2 separate regions of the Salmo salar genome follow, and region 2 is linked to region 1. The links are chromatin contacts, called in public Hi-C maps. All regions are on one chromosome and are shown on one strand. Each heading gives the region's core, a stretch centred on a gene start, on an enhancer-like site or on the middle of the called end of the contact. The rest is flanking DNA. Distances are from core to core; before and after follow the strand shown.

The links. Hi-C and Micro-C count contacts between places; a contact is called where the count stands out from the background.
Region 2: a contact with region 1 is called in a Hi-C map of gill, with 4 times the contacts expected there. The contact joins the enhancer-like site here to the promoter of LOC106607584 in region 1. A contact is called at or near these places in 2 of 3 Hi-C or Micro-C datasets (gill and muscle).

Annotation. Positions count from the first base shown.
Region 1 is chrssa06:49,164,992-49,167,814 of Ssal_v3.1, reverse strand. It overlaps LOC106607584 (serine/threonine-protein phosphatase 2A 56 kDa regulatory subunit), which reads right to left and starts at 1,414. Exons shown (of 13, transcript XM_014204662.2): 1 at 308-1,414. The coding sequence starts at 452.
Region 2 is chrssa06:49,215,479-49,218,301 of Ssal_v3.1, reverse strand. All of the region lies in intron 1 of LOC106607584 (serine/threonine-protein phosphatase 2A 56 kDa regulatory subunit), which reads right to left. Among protein-coding and RNA genes, the nearest start is that of LOC106607584, 50 kb to the right of the region's middle. Within about 2 kb of position 1,466, at least 3 of the 13 cell types and tissues checked have an H3K27ac peak or open chromatin away from gene starts, as enhancers often do. A contact at or near this core is called in gill, where this site is marked.

The DNA.
Region 1 (2,823 bases), core at 165-2,664:
GCATCAGCTCAATGTAGCCTAGTTTACAAGGATTGCACTTCAGTGTTCACACCTGAACACGGATCACAGCTGGGTGCCCAGGAACAGAAGCTGAAAATGCATGTCATCGCAACTGTCATTAGCTACCCATAGCTTCCGCGTTGCATTCACCACCAACACATTTGTATCCCTGTACAGATCGATGTCTGAGTACGTCAGGTATTGATCACGTTTGCAGGTGTAATGGGAAAGTATCAACACTACACCACCACCCTTTCATGGACACTATTTCAGGCAGAATTGTTAATCCTCTAATAGTTAGTCTTACCTTTGAGCTGCGGCAAGGGTGAAAGCTCAGTAAGAGTTTGAGTTCGGAACTGGGACGACCCTTGAGATTTCTTCTGTTTCTGGGCTTTCCTCATTGATTTTCGTGTGAACCCGTCCACTTTCTCAGTCGCAGAGATAGCCGACATTGTGGTGCATAAACTATAACGTAAAAATATGTTTTTACAAGTGCACCAAAGACAGATTCAGGGGTTACCACACGTAGGCTATGTCTCCCAGCCACATCAAAATATTCTCCAACTTGAAATAATGGAGTGAACCGCAAGCTTTAAAAAAAAAACACCTCTTCTCCTTGTTGGATCCACTACTGTAGCTTGTTAATCAGTTTCCATGTAAAGCCCGCATAATTCGGTCCGCTTGTTGAGAGTCCAGCGAGCTGTTTACAAAACGAACGTTAAGCGTTAACAAGCCAAAGTTGCTAGGCTAACGTTAACTAACTAATTGTCTGACAACAGAAACATTGGCTAACTAAATTGCTCGGTATATTTGTTAACTTGTAATTTCTGCAATATACCTGTTGCTAGTGTTGTCATTGTTATAGCTAACTAGCTATTTCAGAGAAAGCAAGTAATGTTATGCCATGTACTGTAAATGACAGACAAATAAATGCTACCGCTAGCTAGCTTCTTGGCTAACGTGTTAAAACGCACAGTTAGCTAGCTAGATAATATGAACATTTACAATTTAAAGCGAACTCTCATGATGAAATTCATACTAATTTTCACAAGAAAAATAAATACTGTAGTCCGTGTCTTGTAGCCGCAGTTGGCTTTGTCAAAAAAAAACAGTCTGGACGAATGAAGTCTGGCAACCTCGACCTAACGTTACTCAGTAACGTTCATATCGGAAAAACAGCGGCGCCAATGGAGTCATGTTCCCGTGTCCATTTAGTCGGAATTATCTGTTCATCGAGTTGCACTGACACCCCGATAAGGAATTTTCAGTTATGCTCGGACCTCAACAATAACTTTTCCAATAGATTCGCTAGATAAAACACATCCATGCAGAAGCCACAACACTGTAGACTCTGTGCAACCGTAAACAGTTTCGCATCGTTGTCGGGTTGCATTTTGTGACACGAGTGTACGTAATTTGACAGGCAACGCCAGTATCCAACAAAAATGTCGAAAGTTGCATGCTCCATGCCTTTTTAACCAATCGAATTCGATTAAGACCGGGCTCTAAACCATGTGACAATGGGCGGATTCGATTATGCTAAGCCGCGGGCACCGGGCAAATGCCCATGACGTCATCGGACGAAAGCGGGGAGGGAGGAGCGCCTCTCAAATCGAACAGTAATCTGTGCCGCTCGGTCATTTTGTCAACAAGGCAGCATAGTGCAGTCCAGAAACATTCAAGATATATTTTCCTCAAAATAAATGTTTGAAGTGTCTAACAATTTGTTTAATCAAAAGCAATCGCTTTGCACGCCATAACACATAATCGTACAAATTACTATACGTGCTGAATTATGTCACTTTTGTTTGGAGGCTCAAGTAAGGGCAACCCGGTTTCAAATTTAATGCAATCAACTTTCAGCCAATGAAAAGTTGGAAACTTTTATAAATAGGCTAGATACAGTACTAAGATCCAAATAAACAAAGTCACAATTGTCTTTTCAGATCACACTGGTGAGTGATTATTTTGAGGCCAGGCACTTGCAATTGCAAGTACATCATGATACTATTTTTATCCATCAGGACACTCTGTAGCATCCAACAAATGTGTGGTTAGTGCTATCCAGAATCGTTGGGAAGTCCCTACCCTAACCCTTACCTTAACCATTTTAAATGTCAACTTCAATGTGGTAGGGACATCCCAAGGATTCCCAGAAAGCATGGACCATAAACCTGTCCCCTACATTTACAGCAACACCCTTAGCAGTGTTAGCAGAACGTGAATGTTGCCAGTTTTCAGGGATAGAGAGGGCCTATTTTCAACCTTTCAATTTCCATTTCCCCTGAAAATTTGAAGTGGGGACTCCTCTCAGGTGTCTTTCTACACCTACTACATTAGGTTATTACAGCAAAGTGAGTGGTTAGAAGAATTGTTTGACCCCATGTGATTCTCTGAGTCTAGGGACACGCTAACCTTTGCACGTGATCGCATGAAGAGAGCAGAAGAAAATGTTATGAGACAAATATATTGCAGGTTGACAGCCCCGCTGATCTGCTTCACCTGCCTGTAGAATCCATCTGAAGGGAAAACAAACACCATTACCCACTCAATCTCTCGTAGATAGACGCACATAACTGGTATCGTAGCGTCTGTCAACCGTCTGCAACAACTAACAAGGAACTTTGTTCCGGTGCACAGATTTTCTTGTGACTGATCACTTAGACAAATTAGGATTTCGACTCTTTCGAATTTCTGAAGGGGACATTTGGCCCATAGACTTATATTGCAGGTTGACAGGTATACAAAATATCATGCATTCCAAATTTCCTTTCAGCACAAAGGATAAATAATTATCTAATTGTTTAAAATACAATTAACACA
Region 2 (2,823 bases), core at 217-2,716, 50 kb before region 1:
ACAACTGACCCCTGGATATTGTACTACCTATAATTCCATGTCACACTTGAGTTCATATAAAACAATCCCTTTAGTTGACAGAAACATGAGGGTTGGCAATTTACTTTTACCAAAACTGGTTAGGTAACAAAGCAATCTCAGGCACTAACAAAGAAAAAATAATAGCTAGGTCTAGGCCTATAGCTTCTCTCTATGACCAAAATCGAACAGGTGAATGTCTTGTTTTAACTCAAAATAGCATTGTGTTCACTGTTGAAACTGTTCTGTTGTCATTTTAAAGGCATTTTTTTTAAAGGGAGGGCTGAAAACAGGCACATACTACCATAACATGGACTTGTGTATAAGGCCTTGCCAACGGCTCGTTAAAACATTAACTATGCTGGCTGCAGTCATGCACAAGACTCCATCAACAGAGCATTTTCCTTTCATTTCTGATGCTCACACAGGAGACATGAAATCCTTCATCCTCCTGTCCACAAGGGAAAGTGTTGATTTCATGACTTTGACTTCCGATTGCAGATTTCTCCAATACTGCAGAAAGACATCAAGGGTGGCTATTTTTGTATTAAAAACTACCTGGAATGTCGAGACAGGCAAACTGTTTATTTTTCTTCCAAATAGTACAAGCATTAGGGTCTGAATCTGAAAAGCATCCTTTTCTATAAACCCACTTCCACCATGTGTCTTCATGTTCCTCAATTAGCGTGTCCTTACTGTGAAGGCCTAGATGGATTCTCATGTACATTACAAAGGACAAGCTGTTCCTAGATGCACACCTCGCCTCCCAGATCTGTGCTCTGCTCTGGCCATTTTCTTCTCAGCTCTGTCTGTACTGTACACAGCAAATGTGTCAAAGTGTTTCACACATGGCACACACAGCTGGCATGTGACTAACTGAAACCCTCACACTGCCAATTCACCAAGACCTTTTCTAGTACAGTGCCGATGAATGCAGTTGATTAATGTGTGTATTGCTGTGTGTGTGCGTATATTAACACACACACACACACACACACCTCGGGTTGGGTTAAATGCGGAAGACACATTTCAGTTGAAGGCATTCAGTTGTATAACTGACTAGGTATCCCCTTTCATATACATACATAATTTTCACATGACAACTCTAACACACACACACACACACACACACACACACACACACACACACACATTAAATCCACTGCTGGAGGGTTAGAGTTGGTACAAGCGAGGAGGTTTACCATGATGCCACAGAGACAGCGAGATGGGGGCAGTTTCTCATTGAGAGGTGACACATTTCTGAATTATGTCTCCCAAACAGACATGGCCTGAAACAGAGGCCGGGGCACAGAGGAAATGCACAGGCGGCAGCACCAAAACGTTCCACAGGAATTCCTTCCGAGTTTCGCAACTAGTAAAAATGTGCCCGTTGGCGAGAAGAGACAGAGGTGTGACGCATCAGAACAGGGTTGGGCCGGTTGGCTGTTGCTGTGCAGACAAAGGGAGGTGGGGCGCATCATTAGCAGGCTATCTGTAGGACTGCATTTGTTCCAGTTCAATCAAAATCACTGGAGACAAACTTTAGCCGAATGCATGCTAACTACATGGAATCAGAATGTGGAGTCTGTTACATCTCGCTATGAGAGAAGCTCAGGAAAGGGGAGGCTCACCTGACATTAAGGCTATTGCACAGATGAGGCATTTTGGTTTGTCGTGCCTTGCTGAATGACTCCAAGGTCTTGTCACATCATCAACGGCAGGTAGCCTAGTGGTTAGAGCGTTGGGCCAGTAACCGAAAGGTTGCTCGATCGAATCCCTGAGCTGACAAGGTAAAAATCTGTCGTTCTGCTACTGTTCCCCGGTAGGCCATCATTGTAAATAAGAATTTGTTCTTAACTGACTTGCCTTGTTAAATAAAGGTTCAATTAGAAAAATATATATATATCGCATAATTCTGTGCTTCAACACACAGAGTGGCCATGAGAGGATTGGGTTCTAAACTCTAGAAGGTCCTGTCAGAAACCAAACTGGAACAGGCAGGCAGGCAAAGGCCTGTTCCAGAGTGGATTGGACCATCATGCATCAGGCGTGATTGTGTTGTGGGTTAGCGGGTCTTACATAAGAGCCATTCTCCCCCGTCTTTCTCTTTTCCTGCATAGCGGGGATCCTTATCCTGTGCTGCTGCTCACACCTCACATTCCTCCTCTGTGAGCAATGGTAAGAGTCTGCTGCAAGTTATAGTTAAGGGCCTGTCTCGGCTTCTTCTCTTAGGGGAGGGGAGCTTTGGATTCCAGCCTTTATGTGGTGGGTGGGGTAACTGCTGCTGCCTGGTGGTTTTGATCCTTATGTTGTCAACAGCACCCTGTAAGCATTAGATGAAGGAGTGCATTCCCTGGCCAACACACTGGGGAAACAAGAGTTAATCGAATCCAAACCCCAGCCCCCCTGAGCACCTCTGGCATAGTGTGATCTAGGTGCACTTAGAGAGGAACTAGAGTTCCCTACTCCTTGGCTTCTCCTTGTGCATCTCTAGGTGTGTTCGACTTACTTCCTCTAGCTGCACCGTCCCACCTTGACATGGCCAACAGAGAGACTACACAGTAAAACATTGAAACAATTTTTTTTCCATACATGATATCAGAGCTCAAGGTCTCCGCTTCATAGTGCAGTATTGGTTTTGTCTGACAATGGTTCTGAACTTGAACCACGCTCGCGACTAGAAGTTTGCCCCATCCTCTCCCGCAAATTGGGCAACTTTTGCAAATGTTTTGTGAGGGAAATGCGGTAAATAAAGAGGACTTAATGTATTTTGAAAGACGAGACGTTGAGTATTATAACAAATAA